Linked DNA regions of Sus scrofa: all the other regions are linked to region 4. Evidence: chromatin contacts called from public Hi-C, HiChIP or PLAC-seq and promoter capture Hi-C data. All regions are on one chromosome and are shown on one strand. Each heading gives the region's core, a stretch centred on a gene start, on an enhancer-like site or on the middle of the called end of the contact. The rest is flanking DNA. Distances are from core to core; before and after follow the strand shown. Region 1 holds the start of GSAP (gamma-secretase-activating protein). Region 2 overlaps GSAP (gamma-secretase-activating protein). Region 3 holds the start of FAM185A (protein FAM185A). Region 4 holds the start of FBXL13 (F-box/LRR-repeat protein 13). Region 5 overlaps CCDC146 (coiled-coil domain-containing protein 146).

Region 1 (4,159 bases), core at 708-3,207, 480 kb before region 4:
AAAAAGCACACTTCTGTGCCTAGCCCAGATCTAGACCTGAGCCCAGGAGTCTGCATTGTAAAACCGCTTCTCACATGATTGCAATTCATGTAGTTTTCAGACCCTAACTTTGAGAAACTTGTGACAAAGTGTTCCTTAGTCTATTTCTGAATTGACTCATTCTTCAATAACAATCCCGCCCCTTGTAGATGCTCTGTTAGCTGGTGCAGGGGTGTGTGCAAAGGGTCAAGATTCAATTCCTGTCTTGGTACAGTATTTGACTGTCAAATGAGGTGTACTAGCAACACCTCTCTAGGAGTTCCGGGTTAGGGAAGGTTGCTGTGGGCTGAAGCAGTGCGAAGGCTTTGTGGATCCAGATGGGAACAGTTTGGCGATTTTTTTTTTTTTTTTTTTTTAAGAGGGAGGAAGGTGGCGTTACAGGGGTTTTGGAATCAGGCCAACCTGCAGCTAAAGGTCTAGGCAAAAAGGCCAGAAGGGTCAGGTAAAGTATAGAGACTTTATCCTGTGGTGGTCAGCTGCTGCTCAAGGTCTGCCACATGGGGACATGAAGACAGCTTTATTTCAGGGAGAGTAATAACCTGGTTTTGATGTTCACCATGGACTAGATCTGCATCAGAGGTGGGCAAGCAATTCTGATGGTGTGCACTTGGGAATGAAAAGAAACCTGAGTGGCAAGATAAAGAAAACAGTGGGCTTATTTTTAGGGATAGGGATGAGAGGATGCCCAAAATGACAGGTCCACCTGGAAGTAGAGCACTTTTAAAAGACTAAGCACAGAGGGAATTCCCCCCTCCCCGCCTTTTTAACTTAAAAGTTTTTGTTTTTTTTAATTATGGGTGATTTACAATGTTCCTTCAATTTCTGTTGTATGGCAAAGTGACCCAGCCACCCATACATACACATTCGCATTCTTTTTTTTTTTTTTTTTCTTTTTTCATCATGTTGTAGCTTAAGAGACCAGACACAGTTCCCTGGGGTGTACAGTAGGACCCCATCAACCATCCATTCTAATCATAACAGTCTGCATCCACCAACTCCAAACTCCCGGTCAGTCTCCCTCTCTCCCGCACACTCCTTTGGCAAACACAGGTCTGCCCTCCCTTAATTTTTTTTTTTTTTTGTCATTTTCAGGTCCTCTTCCTGGAGATTCCCAGGCTAGGTGTCTAATCGGAGCTGTAGCCGCCGACCTACACCACAGCCCACTGCAACGCCGGATCCTTAACCCCTGAGCAAGGCCAGGGACTGAACCCGCAACCTCATGGTTCCTAGTCGGATTCGTTAACCACTGAGCCACGACGGGAACTCCTGCCCTCCCTGAATCTTTAATGCAGCCTCCTTGAAGCCAGTGTAGGGAACCGTGTAAACAGGCAGAGGCCCTGTTTGTGTTGAGCTGGTTGACCCTTTCCAGCGTCTCCGTATGTCTCTCAGAATCTTGTTCACACACTCCTCGCTGCTACTTACCACCTAAATACCACTAATAAAACACCCTCACCCTGAAATCGGGTCGAATAGGGCCAAGCGGCCGCCTGCTTCAATCCCCGGTGGCAGTGAACTTGAACTTTCTCAGGTGAATCAGCTAGTAATACCTCCGTCTAGCCACTTTGCTGCACAGTGGAATCACCTGGGGATTAAAAAAAAAAAAAAAAAACTCAAAGCAAGTCCCAAAACGCTTAGCGCCCACATGTAACGTGCAGCATAGCTTGGAAACCATCGGTCTAGCGACTTCTCCACGTCTCTTAAAAAACAAATCCTCGGGCCCTCTGGGTCCTCCGCCCTGGGAGTACAAGCGAAGGTTCCGGGCCTCGGTGGCCCTGGTCCCCGCGCCGCAGTCTCCCTCCCTCCCAGCTCGGCGAGGGCAGCCCGTGGTTCGGGTGTGCGGCGCGGGCCGGGCCGGGAGGCGGCGGTGCCGGGGCTTCTCCCGCCCCGACGCGACGGAACCGAAAGCGGCGGGCGGGGGAGAGGAAGGAGGGGCGGACGCGGTGGCGCGCGGAGGGCCGGGAATGTCCGAGGCGCGGGGCCCCAGAGTCGCCCCGAGGCAGCGTCCGGGCGATGGCTCTCCGTCTTGTCGCCGACTTCGATCTCAGGAAGGACGTGCTACCGTGGCTGCGGGCGGCGTCAGCGGCCGCTGCGCCCGGAGGCGGCGGCCCAGGTGCCGGAGGCGCGCGTCTGGGCGGGGTGGGGGGTGGTGGCAGGAGGAGGCGGTCAAGGCTGGGGACTCGGAGTCGTTCGTACCTAGAGGGTTCCGGGCTGGGCCAGGGTGGTGGTCGCCGGCCGGACGGCGGCAGCCTGTGCCCCCTACCAAGGTTGGTGCCGAAGGCGCGAGCTTCCCTCTTTGAATCTGGGCTTTGCCACTGTCACCCGGCCACCGGGGTGAAGATTGGAGGGCAGCCCCCGGGGAGGATCTCGGCCGAGCTGCACTGCTTCTTCTTGCGAGCCCTCCAGCTATGGGCTTACTGGTTGCCCATAGTAAATCATCTTCAGCAGAAAGCCTGGGGACACTAGTGGTACCTTTAGCATCAGGGCAAGGCGTGGAGGAGCTGCTGCCCAGACTCCGCTCCTCCAGCCCCAGGCTGCGGGGAGTTGGGAGGGTGGTTCTCGCTGCTTCATTCACATCTAACCTGCCTGAAAAGATTTATCACCCTGGTGAGGGCTCTACCAAGACTGGGGGCTCCTGGAGCTCTCGAGTCAGGAGAAAGAGAAGATGAATCACGGCCACCAAGAAAATCACCATATGAGTACTTAATAGTTGCACAGTTTGCCCTCACTTTTGTGAGACGTGTTTCTGTGTGAACAGTGTCCATAATTTAGGGGACATGCCACTTCAGAGGTGAAGTGTCAGAGGGTAGGGGACCGATTTCAGTCTGTGAGCAGTGAACTGAGAGCCTGCTCTTTTCCAAAGCCTCAGGCCCATCACCACCATTCCAGAGACCACCTGTGCAGGCCAGCAAGGGGCAAGACACCAAGTGATGCCCAGTTTCTTCAGGATGGATTGGAATGCATTCTGGACAGTTGGGCTTTGGTTTTAGAAATTTTTTAATTTTGATGGAGTGAAAAGTGACTTTTGAGTCTTCTCAGCATTGATCAATCAAAACTTTAAAGAAGGGGAATTCTGTGATTTCCCAGGTTGTTTTTTTAAGAAGGGAAGTTTCCTGTAAATAAGTGTTTCATCTTCAGGGCTTAAGTTCAGGTTCAAAGCACTGATACCCTGGATCCCAGTTGTGCATAGGAGCTAGCCAATTCAGTTTGTCTCTTTGGTTTTCCTTAAACACTGTAGACTGCTGGAGGGCATTTTTGGGGAGGGCTATCAAAATATCCATGTCTACAACTCCTTTCCCCTTAACCCTGGTGAAAGTTTTCTATCCCTACTGTTTATCTTCACATTATCCTATGGCTTTAGCAGGATATTTGTATGGTTCCTTGTCTTGGCATTTTGGTTATTGGTCCCAAATAAGGAGTTGTGTTTGTCTAGCTCAAGGCTTGAGTTTGACTAGTGAGTTTGACTAATGACTAGTGTCATTATTAGTAAAACTTCACTTTGGGAGGAAATTTTTAAAAGTCTCCTGAGCATCTAAAGAATTTTTGAAGGTTTAACTTTTGAAAACACACCAAGGAGCTCTCAGTCTGCTTTCCATCACAAAGTGGTCCTTTCTCTGGACCTCCATCTTAGATAGCTAAGTGGCAGGTTTCTGAAAATGAGAAGTTAGATGAAGTGTGAAATGCCACAGTCTTGTGTTTCAGTAACGTGTGTTGTGATCAAAACGCTGTGTATGAGCTAGTTAGGTTTTGGCTTCCTTGTGTCTTTCACTCATCTGTAAAGAAATATAAACTTGTGGGTTGACATTCCACTAAATACCAGATACTGTTGGGTCTTCAGAAAGTAAACTCACTAGAAATGCCAGCTTTTTCTGATATTGGTAGTATTTTGCTCTTGCAGAGCACCTTGGAAAGATGCTAGCCCTGTTATGCTAAAAGAAATTGCTACTTCTGATAATCACCAGTGAGTGGTAGCTCAAAAAAACCCTCCACAAGTTAATTCTTCTGCTATAATTTGTAGCACTGGCAGGGGAATCTGAGATTCTATTTTATTTCTAGCACAGCTGTTACTCCACACATTTGCACAAATTATTTTCTTTTCAAAGTCTTGGCTTTTCAAATGTAA
Region 2 (4,359 bases), core at 869-3,368, 410 kb before region 4:
GAAGTCAATAAACTTAGCAGAAAGTAAATCTATTTTTCCATGTGCTGCAAATCTGGTGAGCATTCTCTCACTGACCAGGGCATTGTTGACACAACGTGGGTCTCTGGGGAAGAAATGACTCACTCTGTTCAGTGTAGCTTAGCCCTCACCCAGGGGAGTCCTGCTGGTTTGGGGACATGAGCAGCTTGCTCTCTGTGCAAAAGGGGCTCAAAAGGAAGGAGGGAGGCAAGACTCCTTGAGCCTCTCTATTTTAGAATTCCTCTTGGGACAAGGATGCCATCCACTGTAGGAAGTATTCACTCAGAAATGCTGCCTCACGAGAGCTGAGGCTGTGAGGTGAGCCCAGCTTGGCTGCAAGGCCTGCATGGCCCAAGCAGGTAGTTTGGGCCACAGGACCTGCTTCTCAAGCTCTTGGTGTGTTTGTCTCCCGCAGGTGCACAGCTTTAAGGGCTACTGGGAAAAACTGAATGCCAACCTGGAATATGTTAAGTACTCCAAGCCACACTTACACTATAACAACAGCATGGTCAGGAGAGAGTGGCTCAGCCTGATCTCGGAAGAGGTACGTGTGGGTTCCTGAGAGCAAAGCTAGAAGCAGAAACTTAGTGGATAAAGGTCAGATGATGCCCTGAGGTCACAAGGCTAGCTTTGTCCACAGCGCTCTCCCCAGCTGCCAGGCGCTGTTGATGGGTGCTGCTAACGTCCGGTAGGCTGACCAAGGTGCTTCTCTGATCTCTCTCCTCTTGAAGAGGAAACGCAATGCAAAGAGTTTAAGAGACACACATGGCATGTCCATAGAAAAAGCAGGACTGACCTGTTTTCTTGCATTACTCCATGATAAATTGATTTAAACAAATCCAAGTGTTCCCAAATTAGTGGCTGCTGGGCATGTGGGATGGTTGAAAAGCAGAAGAGTGACTGTGACCCCTGTAAAGGGTAGGCAAGGGGAGATCTTCGAGGTGATGGAGCTGTTGTGTGTCTTGATTGGGTGGTACCTCGTGGTATGTGAATTTATGCATGTGTTCAAAGTGTGGCAGAAGTACACACTCAATGTACCAGTGCCATGTTCCTGATTTTGGTGTTGCACTATAGTTATTTATATGAGATGTAAACACTGGGGTGGGGGAGGGTACGTGAACTCTCTAAGTAGCATTGTTGATATAGTTGTGGTGTTATTGTACATAATATATAGGTGACTTTTAACTCCTTGGAGATATGTAATGGTTTCAGAATAAAACTTTTTTTTTGGGGGGGGGGGGTTGTCTTTTTAGGGCTGCACCCATGGCATCTGGAGGTTCCCAGCCTAGGGGTCCAATGGGAGCTAACAGCTGCCGGCCTGCGCCACAGCCACAGCAATACCAGATCCATCCAAGCCACATCTGCAACCTACACTACAGCTCAAGGCAATGCAGGATCCTTAACCCACTGAGCAAGGCCAGGGATCGAATTCGAGTCCTCACGGATGCTAGTTGGGTTTGCTAACCTTTGAGCCACAACAGGAACTCCAAAAACTGATTTTTTTTTTTTACTAGTATTTTTAAAGAATCTAGGTGTTCTGATTACCTGGAAAGTATCTCTTTTTCTGAACTCTTAACTCTTACTGCATTATGACTCCGTGTGTAAAATGTCACCCACAAAATTTCAACTTCCACACCTCTGATGTGTCCTCATTTGTAGAAAACAAGAAAAAGAAGGTCGATGGTGTATGTGAGAAATATTCTTGATAATGCAATGAAGTAAGTAAAACGAGGGATTAGTTTAGCTGTAAGATAGCTATCTTTTACAGTTAACTCAGGAAAATAGTTTACTTGTGTTGTGTAACCTTAGCAAGATGATGCTGTCTGCTTAGGAATGCAGCCACCTGCACCCTAGTCTTGAGTTTGGAGCTGCAGTTTCTAGTGGGAAAAGTTTATGTGTTAAACTTTTTAGATTCACATCCTGGGGGTGGATGACTTAGTAGGAAAAAGTGGTAAAGAAAGCGTTTATTAACTGAGCATGTTAGGGGTGGGTACAAACAGTGGTTTGATTTTTAAAAAGTGTTAGTGGGCTGGTGAGCCTGCTCTTGTTTTGAAAGTGTATTTTCTGGGTAGATGAGTCATCTCGGAGTGCTTACAAGCATAGGCTCCGTTCCAATTCCTGTTCTATTTTCTGTTCCCATTATTTCCAATAACTGAGTGCCGCAATTGTTCTACGTTATTGTCATTGTTTGCACTAAAGACTTATGAGATTTTATAATTGCCTAATGTGGCTTTTGCCAAGTTGATTAAAGTTTTTGAGGTTTGCAACAGCCCGAAAACAGTTTCTGCAGTGGTTTTATGGGCTTTTAAAGGACATTGTCTCTGTATGGTATTGTGGCTTTTTTTTTCTTTTAAATAATGCTTCCTGTGTGAATAACATTGGCTAATTTCTTTGTAGGGTGATTTCTAACCTAGAAGCAAGGAGTGCGGGTAAGAAAAGACCTGTAATGAAGCCTTCTGGGTTTCATACCATATTTTGTTTGTAACATGGTTCTCCCTCCCACTGTGGGTTGGCAGGGAAATCACTTCCAATAGCACCCTTTCCTATCTTCCCATCAGAATGGTCACCCAGCTCCTTTCACGCCTCTCTTGGCATCAGGTCCTTTGGGGACAGCCGCTGAACGTGCCTTTGCCAGAGGAGTCTTTGACTGTTTGTTTTCTTTTCTTTTTAAAAATTTTTAAATTAAAGTATTTACCATGTTCCTTCCATTTCTGCTGTACAGCAAAGTGACCTTGTAATAATATGAAAAAATATATATATTCTTTTTTCATACTATCTTCCATCATTTTCTATCCCAAGAAATTGGACATACTTCCCTGTTCTGTACATAGAGTAGAACCTCATTGCTTATCCATTCTAAATGTAATAGTTTGCATCTACTAACTGCAAACTCCCTGGCCATCCCTCTGCACCCTGCCACGTCCTTGGCAAATACAAGTCCACTGTTGATTTTCCTTACATTTCCTCATAGAGCTGATCTAATTAACATGCCCTCTGCTGTACCTGAATAGTATACTTCCCTCGGCTTAAGGCTGCTTTCTCTCCAGCTGTCTGATGAGGGAAGGGTCTTTGACTTGCATGGTCCTTTCATTTGGGTTATTAGCTCACGGGGGTAGGAGGCTAGGTCATGGGGTGCGAAGACGAGGGGCCTCTAGACAAGCAGTGTGGTTATGAGGGAGGAGCATGGCTTCAAAGCAGACAGAACTGGGCTCCAGCTTGGCCACATGTTGACTCTGTACTCCCAGGCAAGCCATTTATTCATTTTGTGTGTTGTCCTTCCCAGGGCAAGGGTGGGAAGAAAATGAGAGGAAATGTTTGTAGGGCCCAGTCCCTGGCTTGGTGCTGGGATGCCCTAGGGGGCTGCTTTATCTTTAGCATGTGAGGAAGCAATGCTAACACACAGCTTCTAAACTAGAGGGCTGGCATTGTGCAGCTGCAGGCTGCAGGGGTGAGGGCTTGTGGGGAGTAGGGACAGTGGTTGGAAAAGGCTTCTCAGAGAGGGTGATGTGGAAGCCAAGTCTTGACAAACAAGGGGGACTCAGCTGAGGGAAACCAGGGGAAGAGGATGCTCAGCATATGCACACACAGGCTTTTCTGTGGTTTTGTCAGTGGAACTCTTTCACACCTCCTAAAGGTCAGCTTCTGTTAAAAAAAAAGAGCTGTTGTTTTTATACCCCACTTCCATGTTACAGCCTTGGCCACTGAGGTACATGCAGGGTGACCCCAGAGGAAATGATTTTGTACAGTGCATTGGCTCATATCCTGTAGCTGTGCGCATGGCCCTGTGAGCTGTGACTTCACTGAGCAGCCCCAGGGGACCAAGCCATTAGGCCTGAAGCCCCGGGTCTTCCACCAGCACCAGGCAGGAGCAGTAGGCCAGGCACACATGAACGTGTGGGATTCAGGCTCCCCCCTTGCACTGATGGGGGACTTGCAACATGGGAAGTGTGGCTGGTCTGGCCAGGGCTTCCGTGTGTCCTCTGTTCCTGTGTCCTGTCAGAGCTCCTTCTGCTCCTGAACTTTAGGCCCATTTGCATCCTATCACTAGTCATTCTCTCTTGTTGCACTTCAGGGAACTTGGCCCTTCCTCTCACGGGCTTTGCTTGTGCTAGTTCCCTAGAAAGAATGTCATCAGTGTCAGAAAACAGAACATTCTCTGTGTGATTCAGGGCTGCTGGGCTCTAGTTTTGTATTGTTTCATCTTAATCAGGCAGGTCGGGTAGGATCCAGACAGGATTTATCCCAAGGGGTGCAGAAGCAGTTCTGCCCTCTTGACCCGTGCTGGGGCTTGGGTTCTGGGAGAGGAAGATGGGCACGAAGGTTCTGTCAGGGAGGCCAGGG
Region 3 (4,303 bases), core at 704-3,203, 260 kb before region 4:
CTAAACTGAACTCTTTTAATAACTTACACCCTTATCATGTGTATATGTTATGACCACAGGAATGGCTATTTAAAAGCTGAAGGTATAAAAATATCTTACAAGTAAATTCTCTGCATTTTAAACCCAGATGGTCTGAAAAGTAATTTTTCAGTGATTTTCTCTCATGTTATTTTGTATATTTGAAAATAGTAGAGCAATGATTTTGCCACATAAACAGTTATTGTTCAGTTGCCAATTCCACTAACTTGGTTTGTATAAGAAAAGGAAAAATTATCATGGAAACAAAATTATCTATTGGAGTTCCTATTTAATGTAAAAATATTTGGCATGTGTACAACAAATTTGAGTGTATTCTCAACTTTCTTAAACCAATGCCTTTTTCAAAAGTTAGTTCCATGTGTTTTCATTAAAAAGACAGTTTGAAGAGTAGTTTGAATAATGATGACCAAATAAAACACAAAGCTAAGAACTAGTAGTATTCAGTGGGAACTTAATACTAAATAAAGCTAAAAGCTTGCACCTATCGTGAGCCTTCACAAGGTGAAAGGAAGGACTGGGGCAAAAAGGAAAAAGGATAGGATAACTTAAGAAAAACAGTGAATTTTTAAAAAGGTAATGGCTAGCAAAGAACCCTGTGACTTGAGCCCATGAGGACGTTAGCCCATCTCTCTATCACTATAACTCCCAGTAATTCTGGTCATTGCACTTGACCAAGGACTTCAATTTTTAAGGCATTCAGTTTCAGCTGTTGCATTTTACTGAATGTCGCTGTTTGCAGTGTATCTTTGCTGAATAATTTAGGGAATAATTTGTAGGAGGAGGAAGGGGCACAGAGAGAGAGCGATAGATAGAAAGGAGGAAATATATCTTTCCTCATTTTTAAAATTGCCCACCGAATAATAAATGGTAAAGCAGACCTCACAGAGTCATTTAGCACAATCCTTCTTCACCTAAAGCTAAAGAAATAGAGGTAGGTAACAGACAGACAACGGCAGAGCCAGGAAAATAACGAGTTTCGTACTCTTCCCATTGCACTGTGTTGACTCACTCCGTGTCTCTCTCTCTCTCACTCTCGTATATTTTTAGTCCTAAAACTGAGGATCTTTTGTAGTCAAAGAGAACAATGCTGCTGTCAACACCAGTCCTGATCTCTCAGATTTTTCTTGGTAACTTAGCGTATATGCTATAAAATAAAAATACTGTAATTTAGACAACAGTTTGGTAGCCAATGCATCGTGTTCACACCCATTATCTCATTTGATCCCTGCAAAAACCCTTTGAGGCAAGGCAAGGGAGGTATTATTGGCCTCATTTTAAGAACCAGCATTAAAACCCATAGACATTCAATGACTGGCCTAAAATCACTTAGAGTCAGGAAGGGGAAGGAATTCTAATGCTATCCCTACATTTGCTGTAAAATATGGAGTTTCCTCAATAAACACTAATCTGGTCTTTACCCTCTTGCGGAGAGATTCTTCGTACAGGGTACCGCGCACGAGTTCAGTGAGGTCTAGATCTAACCACTCACTGAGGATAATGCTATTTTGATCTTGTTCTCACCTTTAAAAGCGCAGTTTCTTATCACTTCCCTTGGTTTTGATCCTTATTTAAATTCCTATTTTTTTCTGTGGATATGGCCTCCTGGGTCTCACTCCAAAACTCCACCCTCTCCAAAGAAATCGCGTCCTCGGTATCCAAGGAAACCATACAGACTTGCCCATCTTGCGCCTTCTACGCTTTCCATTGGCCAGTTGGATTCTTATGTGGATTTCCCCTCCCCCCCGCCCCCAGTCCCTCCAATGGCTAATGGGCTTGATAGAAAGGGCGCATGCCTTCCCAGTCCTATCTAACACCAGCTCTTACTACGCGCACAGCTCTGCGCATTGCCTCCTGGGACATGTAGTTTATAAGTTGCAGGAGCCCTCCGACGGCTGTCCTCCATTAGAACTACCTATCCCATTGGCCTTTGCGAAAGGGGAGGAGTAGGCGAGGAGTCCCTGGTCACTGTGATACTTAGAACTTTCAAATTACAATTTGCCGCCAAGGCGTGTGCAGCTGAGGTTTAAGTTGCTGAGGGAAGTGGGCGGCCTTGCCCTTGCGTCAGCAGACCCTCTCTAAAGTCTACTTTCTGACTTGAGCAGGCACAGTGGCCGGGTCCACTGGCTACGGAGAGACTGGCCTGTGACAGGTGATCCTAGGGAGCGTGAGTGGGGCGCGCCATGTTCACCCTCCGCTGGGGATGGGGGCTGGGCTGCCTCCGGCTCTGTCAGCTGCGAGCATGGGCCCCCGAGGCCTCAGTGCCCTGGGCATGTGGGGCTTGTCAAGCCCGGATGTACGGCTCAGGTGGGTCCAAGCCCGAGGTCTCTCCGTCTGGCCCCGCGCGCCCGAGTCTGAAAGAGTGGGCGCTGATGGTGAGCCCTTTCGGTCGGCTGCGGGCACGGCTTCCATGCCACCTGGCCGTGAAGCCCCTGGACCCCATCTCCCACCCGGACAACAACCACGTGCTGGTGGCGGTGAGTGGAGTGGAGGGCGCGGCGCAGGCCGTGGCCGGCCTGCAGGTGACATACGACGAGGCGCAGAAGGAGGTGATCATCGTGTCCGACGTCATCGATCCCCAGGCGTCTGTGGAAGTGAGCGCGCCCCTGATGTTTGGCAAGTGAAGTTAAAACCGGTTTGGGTCCCAGGGCACACGTAGCGCTATCTTGAATTAGGCCGACGTGCAGTTTTAATTGGTTTTTTGGATATGACTTTCCAACGTAATTTACAATTTTCCCCTTCGGAAGGGAAGATGCCCTTTTTTTTTTTTTTTCTATTTTGGGAATTAGGTACTCAATTACAGCAATTTTATAAATTGAATGGAAAGATGAATATATAAGTAACATTTGTGGAAGCCCTTATATTCTCCTTTGGCACTTTGTATCTATTTCTGTCACTGCACTTTGTCAATAATGAAGTTTTTTTTCAGGGTTAGATTATCTTGATAATCTATTCTCTGGCAAGCAGTCCACCTGCATTTCCCCTTGCTCACCGTCTGGGGTCTCTGTCTCAGAACAGCCTTGTCTGTATGTTCCATTTAACCCAGACCGAGTGTTTGGTTTCTAACAGGCACTCAGCTTCTTATTGAAAACGTCACCGTTCACTTTGGCCTAAATAAATTTTCTGTTAGTAACAGGCTTTGAAGAAAGAACACATAGTAAGACTGCCTGGGAAACTTGTGTATAGTATGCAGCACTTTTCTAGGAAAATATTCCCAGGCTTACTGCCTTCCTGGAACTGAAGGAAGATTTTGACCATGATCATAATAGCAGCTAACACTTAAGAGAATCTCTTTTAATCCTTACAGTTGCACTATATTTTAGCTGCTGTTATTGTCACAGTTTCAGATAAGTGAATTGAAATACAGCAGGTTTCATATACCAAGTATTTATTGTGGGCCAACAAGTAGAAAAAAAAATCCACGCCTTCATGAAACTTTATTTCTAGTGGGGATACATCAAGGACTATGCCCATTTTCTCTCAGATGTAAAGGGTGGAACTGGGATTTGAAATGACTGGAGTCTGTTCAACCACTGTACCTGAATGCTTCTTAACTTCTTTTTAACTAGCCTGGATAAGAGACCCTGATTTCAAAATGTTTTAGACTGAGGTAAGGAGGAAGATTTGCCAGTATATTATGTGGTACAAAATAGACTGAGTATTGAAATAGAGATAAGTAAAATTTTGTGACAGCTCAGATAAAAATGGAATTACCCAAACATTTTTGTTGATTCTTCTTTTTAGAGCCAGAATCTAATTTCCAGTTTACTCTTTCTTTTTTTTTTTCTTTTTCTTTTTCGGGCTGCACCTTCAGCATATGGAAGTTCCCAGGCTAGGGGTCAAATCTGAGCTGCAGCTGCCAGCATACACCAGAGCAACACAGGAGCTGAGATGCATCTGTGACCTACACCACAGCTCACAGCAATGCTGGATGCCTAACCCACTGAGCGAGGTCAGGGATGGAACCCTCGTCCTCATGGATACTAGTCACAACAGGGAACTCCCCAGTTTACTGTTTCTATGTGTATACTCCACAGGCACTCAAATCAACATAATTTGATTTTCTTCATACTTGGTATGTTTCTACGGTTGTCTATAATTGTTTCAGTGAATGAGTGAGAGTACACCACTGCTACTCTCTCTCTTAATTAAGGCTAAGTGTCTAGCCTTAACTCCTCTACCTGCGTAGTAAGGGTAGAGTATGTTTAAGATCTGTTTCCTCTCCATGCCTGTCAGCACTGCCTGAGATCATGCCTTATGTTGTAAC
Region 4 (4,312 bases), core at 1,478-3,977:
TTTTTATAAGTTTGGAATTTTGCACTATGAAGTCTTGTGCTAATGTATTAGATCAAGAAATGAGGGGTTCCCATCGTGGCACAGCAGAAATGAATCTGACTAGGAACCATGAGGTTGTGGGTTTGATCCCTGGCCCCGCTCAGTGGGTTAAGGATCCAGCATTGCCATGAGCTGTGGTGTAGTTTGCAGATGTGGCTTGGATCCAGTGTTGCTATGACTGTGGTGTAGGCCAGCAGCTGTAGCGCTGATTAGACGCCTAGCCTGGGAACTGCATGCCACAGGTTCAGCCTTAAAGAAAGACAAAAGACAAAAGACAAAAGACAAAAAAAAAAAAAAAAAAAAAAAAAGAAAGAAAGAAATGAGGTCTTATAAGATACCAAGAAGTACAAACATTCTACTTTCTGAGCCCCATTTCCTACTTGTCCACCTCCTTCACTCAATTACTCTCTCTACCTCTCTTCATTCACTTCTTAAAAACTTCCACTTTGTACCCACATATCATTATTATGTCTTGTTCTCATTTCCCACCCAGTCCTTAGAGTCCTTGCTCCACCACTTCAGGCCCTCTCAAAAGCTTAACTTCCTCACCATTGCCCTTCCATAATATAGGTCTGCCAAACTCCTATCCTGAATGAAGTCAGCTCTTATTTGTCTACCTATGTATGTTTCAGAAAATCATACGACTGGGAAGGCGTATACCATGTTTTCTACACATTTTCAAATATAATTGTATAGAGGTAAAACATGAATGAAACTCAAGCTAAAAACACTAAAATAGGAGTTGCCTTGTAGTGCAGCAAGTTAAGGATCCAGAGTTGTCACTGCAGCAGCTCAAGCTGCCACTGTGACTCAGGTTATTTCTTGGCCTGGGAATTTCCACACATCTCAGCCGTGGCCAAAAAAAACCTTCTAAAAAACCTAAAACAGGAGTTCCCATTGTGGCTCAGTGGTTAACGAATCCGACTAAGAACCATGAGGTTGCGGTTCGATCCCTGGCCTTGCTCAGTGGGTTAAGGATCCGGTGTTGCTGTGAGCTGTGGTGTAGGTCGCAGACACAGCTCAGATCCCAAGTTGCTGTGGCTGTGGTGTAGGCTGGAAGCAACAGCTCTGATTAGACCCCTAGCCTGGGAACCTCCATGTGCCATGGATGTGGCCCTAGAAAAGGCAAAAAGACAAAAATAAATAAATAAATAAATAATCTAAAACAATACAGATGTATATGGAATAAACGATTAGAGTTCTCCCCTAAAGTCATTCCCCAAAACATTTGCTGTTAATAGTTTGCCATATGTTCTATAAGTGTATTATTTTCTTAAATATAGACATATATGCACAAACATATACATATAAAAATACATATATACACATATACATACAAATATGAAAACAGGTAGCTAGATTGTAGTAGATACTTTTTTAAGCAACTTGCATATTTTTTCCATTTTTTAAAAAATTAGGATGTCATGGAGAGCCTTTCTTCTCAAAAGATACAGTATACTTTATTCTACACAATATCCCATTCCACTATTCACACTTAGGTTTTTACCATTTTCACTACGCAACAATATCATAATGAATATACTTGTACATCCTTCTGGTTACATGTGCAAGTATATCCCTAAAGCAAACCCTGAGAAGTGGAAATGCTTGATCAAAGCATTTATTAACATTAGCATCCAAAAAAGAGAAGACTGTACCAAAGTGTTCTCCTACCTGAATAGGAGGGTTACTACCCCAAGCTGGGCTCTCAACACTACCTGGCTCTCCTTCTCTTTCCTTCCCTAGACTTCCAGCTCTCCCTCCTTCTCCACATAACTACTCAAAATCCCTTCTGCACCTTCCATCCCCACCCAAACGTACATATTCTTGGCAAATATTTCACCCATTATGTGTAGAAAAAATAGAAATCACCAGAAGAGAACTTTCTTGGCTTCCTGTCTCCAAACCTACAAAACTTATCCACCCCTGTCTTTCTTCTCTCCTGTTTTGGTGGGGAGGGAAACAAGTCCTTCCTCCTGGTTGTGGGGTACTTTTCACAAAGGAATGACTTCCATCTAAAGGTCTCAGCTTCCATCCCTCAGCCAACCTCAGTGTATTTTCTACCTTCATCCTTCCAATGAATACCCAAACTCATCTTGAGCCAAATCCACCACATCTTTTCAGATCCTTATCTGAAGGATAGGTGACATTAAGATAAGGTGGTCCTTATCTTAGGTGACTCTCACCATAAGGGCACACTCTCCTACTCTTCCTCCTATGTCTCTAGGGCACTTCATTCTCAATCCTTTAGTACTCAGGCTCTTCCTTGTCCAAACCTTAAATGCTGGAGTTTGGGGTTTTCTGTCCTGAGTTCCTTTTCTCTTTCTCCCTGGGAGATGTCACCCCTTCTTCCCTTTCAGCCACCATTACCCCTCTGTCGTCAACTCTCTGATGTGTATATTCAGCCCAGACCGCCAACCTGTCAAAAGCTGACTTCATCCTTTCCCTTTTCATTCCTCCTAACCTCCATTCCCTCTCCCCGCCAAACCCTAGGCCCTCGTCTGGGAAATCTCTTGCAATTCCTCCTTCTAAGTCCGCTGCCACGTGGCTCCAGTACCTCGCAGACCTGAGGAATGTAGTTCTCCTTGAAGTAGTTCCTCAGTCTGGGGCTGGCAACTCGCAACGAGGCCATGACCAGAGGCACTGCTGAAACTGCGCTGCTCACCCGCTCTTCAAACCCGGCTCCGAAGCCTCGCCTGAGCTGGGGGCTAGCGCGTCCCGGCGTTGCCCTGGCAACTGCGCGGCGGGGAGGGGAGGGGCTAGGCACCGACTGGTCCCAGGCCCCCAATAGCCTGCGGCCGCTGGCCGCCGGAAAAGGGGCGGGCCTCGGCCTGGCGCCAGCCCGCCTCTGGGCGGCTGTGGAGGCCCCCTGGGTCCTTTTGGGGCCTGGAGCGCTAGCAGCGCTTCACCCTCGCCCCGCCCAGCCTCTAGGAAGCCGCCTGGACGCATCCAGGCCCGAGTGGGCGGTTTTATATTTTAACTGGGCGGCTTCCGGGAGGCGGAGCCCAGACCCTCATTTCCTTTCTCTCGCGGCTGCTTGAGCTCGGGCGGCGAAGGGTCTCGCTGGCTTCAGACCCTGCCCGCCAGGCCCAGCGCTGCGCGCAGCCCCAGCGAGAGCATGGGCGGCGCCCGGGACGTGGGCTGGGTGGCGGCGGGCCTGGTCCTTGCGGCCGGTGCCTGCTATTGCATTTACAGGCTGACGCGGGGCCAGCGGCGAGGTGCCCGTCGGGTTGGACTGCGCCCCTCGCGGTCCGCAGGTAAGGCCTTGGGGTGCCTAATAGGTGGGCCAGCTGGGCACAGGGCTTTCCCAGGGTGGGGTTGAAGCCGCCGCAGGCGCTCATGGCTTTTCAGTGCAGGGGGTAAAATAAGGAGCCCACCTAGGGAGGGAAGGAGGGAGGCTGGTAAGAAGGGTGAAGTTGGGAAGCCCCAACAGGTGCTGAAGGGGAATCTTCAGCCTGTTTGGGGTAGGGTTCATAGCTGCTTCCCTGCCTCCATTTCTTTGTTCAAAACCCCGGTTGAAAAATTGCCCAAACTCTCTTGCCTGAGTCTGGCGTCACAGCGGACAGATTAAGTTTTGCAAAAGCATGTTGATTGCCTCTCACGTTGAAGCTTGCTCTCTCTCAGTTGTTACCCAGTGTGGGTCTGACCTCTTGCTGCTCTAAAGCTAATAAAAAGGCAAGGTTGGTGGAAAGGAAAGTTTCCTTTATTTCTGATGCCAGAAATGGGAGGGGGGCACTTCTGTCCAAAGGATGAATGCCCCGCTGACAGTCAGTGGGCATAAGCTTTATATAGGCGGAGGGAGGGGCTACATGCAGAAACAGCAAAGTCAGCTGTGACAGTCTTCTTGAAATTGGTCACCCCTGGTCTGACCAGTGTCATCTTGATTGTTTTAAGTACAGTTAAGTCTTCAGTTCCAGGGTGGGTTTGTTCCCATTTCTTTGAGGCTAGTTCTCTAAATGGTGGCAGCATATATCACGGCCATAGGCGGATCACGGTGCAGTTGACTTCTTCTACCTGGTGGGGGTTTTGATATCTACAAGATAGTTCATAGGATATGGCTCAGAATATTATCTATAGCCCTTGAGGAGGAACTAAAGGTCCTTGACTTTGCTTAATGACTAAACTGTTATTATTTGGTCTCATTCAACTCTCTTCCTTGGCTCCTGCATTTTCTCACTTCTCCGATTAAATTTATTCTTTGGCTAAAGTTTTCCCACAGACAAAAGGCAGAGGACATGGTGGGGGAGGGACCTTATGGTGTTACCAGAGAGAT
Region 5 (4,022 bases), core at 165-2,664, 370 kb before region 4:
GGAGCAGCAGCTGTGAGCCTACGCCACAGCCACATCAGATCCGAGCCTCACCTGCAACCTACACCACTGCTCAGAGCAACGCCAGACCCTTAACTCACTGAGCAGGGCCAGGGATCAAACCCGTATCCTCATGGATGCTCATTGGATTCATTATCCTCTGAGCCACAATGGCAACTCCTCCTCTTCTTTTAAGGTCAGTCACCAGAGGATTCATAGTAGTTCTTCTCCAGATTTTTGTCTCTTCACTTCTTTATCTTTTGGGGTTCCTCTAAACCTTGAGAATTCCTCAGTGGTTTCTGCCTCCAAATCTACTCTGAACGTTTGGGGGTCTTACACCCATGAATAGGTGGCAAGTGAAGAGTTACTATCCCTCAAGCTTTAGGCACCTGCTTTAGGTGGACATAGAGCCAGATCATGAAACTCCACCCCATTCAGATAATTTATTCCATACCTAGCCCTGTTAAAGTCAACTGGAGTTCTCTAAACAGAGATGATTTGTCAATTGGAAAGAGAATACTGTCCCCAAATTAAGATATAAATAAGTATTAGGAATGACAGTAATATGCTGCACTGCATTCTTTGAAAGAACTTGATCTACACAGCCTAGGCAGGGCCAAGCGCAGATACTTCTAAAACTATGACAGTAATTTGATGCGTTCAGTGGTTAACATTCTTGTTTTAGCATGCACACATAACTTAGGGGAGAGTGGGCAGGGAAGGACAACAAATAAAACATATTCAATCATACACTTTTTTGCGCATTGTCTTTTCTATCTCTTTTCCAATTTGTACAGGAATGGCTTGATGGTGGACCACTTCATCCTAGCAAAGAAAGGGAACCCTGTTAAATTAGGTAATCTTGGACCAGGAGCAGTTAAGAAAATTACATAGGAGAGAACTACAAGGTGTAGAGTTCTTCTCAGTATTAGCTCGCTGTGCTGTGCAGCAAGTTTTTTTTTTTTTTTTTTTTTTTTTGACTTTTGTCTTTTTAGGGCTGTACTCGAGGCATATGGAGGTTCCCAGGCTAGGGGTCTAATCAGAGCTACAGCTGCCGGCCTACACCACAGCCACAGAAATGCTAGATCTGAGCCAAGTCTGCGAACTACACCACAGCTCACGGCAACGCCTGATCCTTAACCCACTGAGCGAGGCCAGGGATCAAACCTGCAACCTCATGGTTCCTAGTCGGATTCGTCAACCACTGTGCCACGACAGGAACTCCATATGCAGCAAGCTTTTACTATTCCATTTCGTACTCATAACGACCATCCAAGGTAGTTATGGTTGTTAGCATTTTGAAGAGGAGAAAACGAAGTGTAACAAATACTGGTGGTGCTCTGCTCAGATTTCCCTCACGGAGGGATGTGCATCCTTCAGAGGGTGCAGAGGCAGCTTGCAGCCCAGGCTTGGTCTCTGGGTAGGCTGTGTCTGGGCAGAGCTGCCTCGTCAGGAAATAGAGGGTGGAAGGAGGGGAGCAGGCTGTGACTGATGAATGACTGATGACTCACCCATGCGGGGACAGATCAGCCCACCCCCCCTGCCTCAGGGTGGAACAACCTCTGAGTTGCAATTCATGGCCTGGAGTTCCCCGTGGGATCAGCTTGGAACCAAGATTCTCCTGAAAGCATGTTTTGGCTCCGCTTCTTCCCTGGGTTTCTCCTGCTTCCCTGACTCTTCTATCAGACTGTCCTTTGAGCTCTTCCTCAGTGAATACTTGTCTTATTCTCTGCCTCTAGGGACCCCTGCCTAAGACTGAGTCCAAGAGAGGTTAAATAATGTTCCCACAGTCACAGAAGTGGCAAGTTCATGTGTGGCAAGGCCAAGATCAGAGCTGACTTGGCCTAACACCACTTTGTGTTATGTTCTGTGGATTCACACAAGATTGTTTTAGCCTCAACAATCTTAGGATCCCATGAGGATCACGGTGGACTTTGGGGGCCGGGGGAACCGATGCTTGGAGGCTGAAACCATCCCTGCTGTGTGGTGCTTTTCTTCCTGGGATCTTGCTTAGTTCTGGGGCAGATCTAGGTTTTATGAGGGTAGAACTTGTACGGTCTTTAAAAAAAGTGTCAGAAATGACAAATGCTAAATCGGGGGCGGAGGGGAGGAACTTGGAAGAGGTTCATGCAAGTGAGCAGCCCAAGACTTTCATTTCATTGGGTTCCTCATAAATCCATCTCTGTTCAGTGCCCAGGTACAGGTATGTCTTGACCGATGGCTCTGACTTAAGGAAAAAGAGGTCAAAGTGAATCATGATTGCTCTCTCAGCCAATGCAGATGTTGTTATTTTAAAAAGTAACTCTAGGTTACTTAAACTGTTTTGAGACTTGTTACACGTGTTTCAAAATAAAGTGAATTTTAATTATCTTCTAGAATATAAACATAGGCCCTGCATCCCTTTCATGGTGCGAGGGACGCGAAGCAGAATCAAGCAGACAGACAAGGATCAAATAATAAAAATCCACAGAAGAGGTTAGGGCACTTGGTTGCTCTTGAAGGAAGTGACATAAAGGGATGTTACCCAACACACTCAAGTCTCTTGTGAATTCCTGGAGCCCAGGGGGAGTCTGATAGGATCCAGCACAGTGCAGAGGACACTTTAGTTTGTGGGGTTTGATCTTTGTCAACCCTATGCATCTGTCTTGATCCCCTTGCAGTTTTATGTCCCTGCAGGCACCACATTTAAATAGCTATGAACTGTAAATAGCACACCTTTAAAGTGACCTGATATTCCAACAGTTCTTCTAGTTCCTTCTGCTCCTTTAGTGATTGCTTTTGCTTCGATGTCAAATCCTCCCGTAAATTTTTAATTTCTAATTTCTTCTGCATTACTTCCTTACGTAGTTCTTCAGTGCTTTCTCTCAACATTCTCACCTTCTTCTCCATTTCCTTTAAAAGTCATGAGAATTACTGGGTTATCCAGCATCTGAGCCAACACCTGTCTGCCTCAACATCAAATTAAAAATGATTTTACTCACCATGTTGATTATATTTGTTTTGAGCTTCATGGATGATGTCTTGCAAAGTTAAATGCAACTGAGTATTTCTAACCTCTTCAGTAAAGGTGTGGCAATTATACTGCATGCATTAAACATTTTACATTAGAGTTGAACTATTTTTTTTTCTTTTTATGGCCATATCTACAACATATGGAAGTTCCTGGGCCAGGGGTCGAATTGGAGCTGCAGCTGAGGCCTATGCCACAGCCACAGCCACAGCCACAGCCACACCAGCTAGAAGCCCCATCTGTGACTTAATGCTGAAGCTTGCAGCAAGGCTGGATCCCTGACTCACTCAGTGAGGCCAGGGACCAAACCACAGCCTCACAGAGACAGCATTGGGGTCCTTAAATGCTGAGCCACAACGGGAACTCCCATGAACTAATTTTTTAAACTAATGCTCTTTTCTGTCATCTTAAATTTTAAGTGTGTCTTTTTTCTGTTATTACTTATTTCACACCAAGTAGTAAAAATTTCCAGTCTTTTTTTTTTTCTCCAGTAGCTTTGTGATTTGACAAAATTTGATGCAAATAATATTTGAATATCTGGTTTATAGCTAAACTGAGTCGCGCATGAGAATCAGGATTAGAGTTTCTACTTGGAACACGTAATCCTTGGAAGCTCCTTAACCCCATGCTCTCTTATTAATACCACTTCTCTTACTCACATTCTCCCCGAATGCCCTGCCCTCTAGACTCCTAACAAGTCTTTGTTTCTTGTGACTATCTGGGGAGTGTTTGCCTTTTGAGAGAGAAGCTTTCTGGTCCTCAGAAAGTCTACACATTGCCAATGACTAAGTGGAGGGATCCATTTAGCCTGCTCTGGCCTTTCTACATATCCCGCTCCTCCACTGCTGCTGCAAGAGGGTAACACTGATGGAGTGTCCGTCATGGTGCAGCGGAAATGAATCTGACTAGCATCCATGAGGATGCAGGTTTGATCCCTGGCTTTGCTCAGTGGGTTAAGGATCAGGCGTTGCCATGAGCTGGGGTGTAGGTCGAAGATGTGGCTCAGAACCCAAGT

What was found. Promoter capture Hi-C pulls out the DNA fragments that hold promoters and counts their contacts. A called contact is a pair of places that touch in the nucleus more often than the background predicts. HiChIP or PLAC-seq counts read pairs in DNA pulled down with a chosen protein or histone mark.
Region 1: an H3K27ac HiChIP or PLAC-seq map of skeletal muscle shows a contact between it and region 4, with 4 times the contacts expected there. The contact joins the promoter of GSAP here to the promoter of FBXL13 in region 4. A contact is called at or near these places in 1 of 47 Hi-C or Micro-C datasets (heart right ventricle) and 2 of 2 datasets of contacts at active chromatin or transcription factors (alveolar macrophages and skeletal muscle).
Region 2: a contact with region 4 is called in a promoter capture Hi-C map of liver, with 6 times the contacts expected there. The contact joins the enhancer-like site here to the promoter of FBXL13 in region 4. A contact is called at or near these places in 3 of 5 promoter capture datasets (fetal liver, fetal skeletal muscle and liver), 21 of 47 Hi-C or Micro-C datasets (adipose tissue, alveolar macrophages, embryonic fibroblasts and 12 more) and 2 of 2 datasets of contacts at active chromatin or transcription factors (alveolar macrophages and skeletal muscle).
Region 3: a Hi-C map of skeletal muscle shows a contact between it and region 4, with 5 times the contacts expected there. The contact joins the promoter of FAM185A here to the promoter of FBXL13 in region 4. A contact is called at or near these places in 4 of 5 promoter capture datasets (fetal liver, fetal skeletal muscle and liver), 30 of 47 Hi-C or Micro-C datasets (adipose tissue, alveolar macrophages, blood and 16 more) and 2 of 2 datasets of contacts at active chromatin or transcription factors (alveolar macrophages and skeletal muscle).
Region 5: a contact with region 4 is called in an H3K27ac HiChIP or PLAC-seq map of alveolar macrophages. The contact joins the enhancer-like site here to the promoter of FBXL13 in region 4. A contact is called at or near these places in 2 of 5 promoter capture datasets (fetal liver and fetal skeletal muscle), 10 of 47 Hi-C or Micro-C datasets (embryonic fibroblasts, epiblast stem cells, fetal liver and 7 more) and 1 of 2 datasets of contacts at active chromatin or transcription factors (alveolar macrophages).

Annotation. Positions count from the first base shown.
Region 1 is chr9:102,692,889-102,697,047 of Sscrofa11.1, forward strand. It overlaps GSAP (gamma-secretase-activating protein), which reads left to right and starts at 1,958. Exons shown (of 32, transcript XM_021102559.1): 1 at 1,958-2,149. The coding sequence starts at 2,050. It overlaps LOC110262246 (a long non-coding RNA gene), which reads right to left and starts at 2,522. Exons shown (of 2, transcript XR_002347079.1): 1 at 2,233-2,522; 2 at 1-1,621.
Region 2 is chr9:102,763,358-102,767,716 of Sscrofa11.1, forward strand. GSAP (gamma-secretase-activating protein) reads left to right here. Exons shown (of 32, transcript XM_021102559.1): 21 at 434-562; 22 at 1,678-1,736; 23 at 2,416-2,447. Among named protein-coding and RNA genes, the nearest start is that of GSAP, 71 kb to the left of the region's middle. Within about 2 kb of position 2,119, at least 28 of the 83 cell types and tissues checked have an H3K27ac peak or open chromatin away from gene starts, as enhancers often do. A contact at or near this core is called in adipose tissue, alveolar macrophages, liver and 5 more, where this site is marked.
Region 3 is chr9:102,917,993-102,922,295 of Sscrofa11.1, forward strand. FAM185A (protein FAM185A) reads left to right here and starts at 1,954. Exons shown (of 10, transcript XR_002347078.1): 1 at 1,954-2,652. It overlaps CCDC146 (coiled-coil domain-containing protein 146), which reads right to left and starts at 1,766. Exons shown (of 20, transcript XM_021102558.1): 1 at 1,561-1,766.
Region 4 is chr9:103,176,652-103,180,963 of Sscrofa11.1, forward strand. It overlaps FBXL13 (F-box/LRR-repeat protein 13), which reads right to left and starts at 2,728. Exons shown (of 21, transcript XM_013979811.2): 1 at 2,597-2,728. The coding sequence starts at 2,671. ARMC10 (armadillo repeat containing 10) reads left to right here and starts at 3,103. Exons shown (of 6, transcript NM_001244923.1): 1 at 3,103-3,296. The coding sequence starts at 3,158.
Region 5 is chr9:102,811,052-102,815,073 of Sscrofa11.1, forward strand. It overlaps CCDC146 (coiled-coil domain-containing protein 146), which reads right to left. Exons shown (of 20, transcript XM_021102558.1): 6 at 2,713-2,889; 7 at 749-822. The region is part of intron 1 of LOC110262247 (a long non-coding RNA gene); the gene reads left to right. Among named protein-coding and RNA genes, the nearest start is that of FGL2, 56 kb to the right of the region's middle. Within about 2 kb of position 1,415, at least 7 of the 83 cell types and tissues checked have an H3K27ac peak or open chromatin away from gene starts, as enhancers often do. A contact at or near this core is called in alveolar macrophages, fetal skeletal muscle, omental adipose tissue and 1 more, where this site is marked.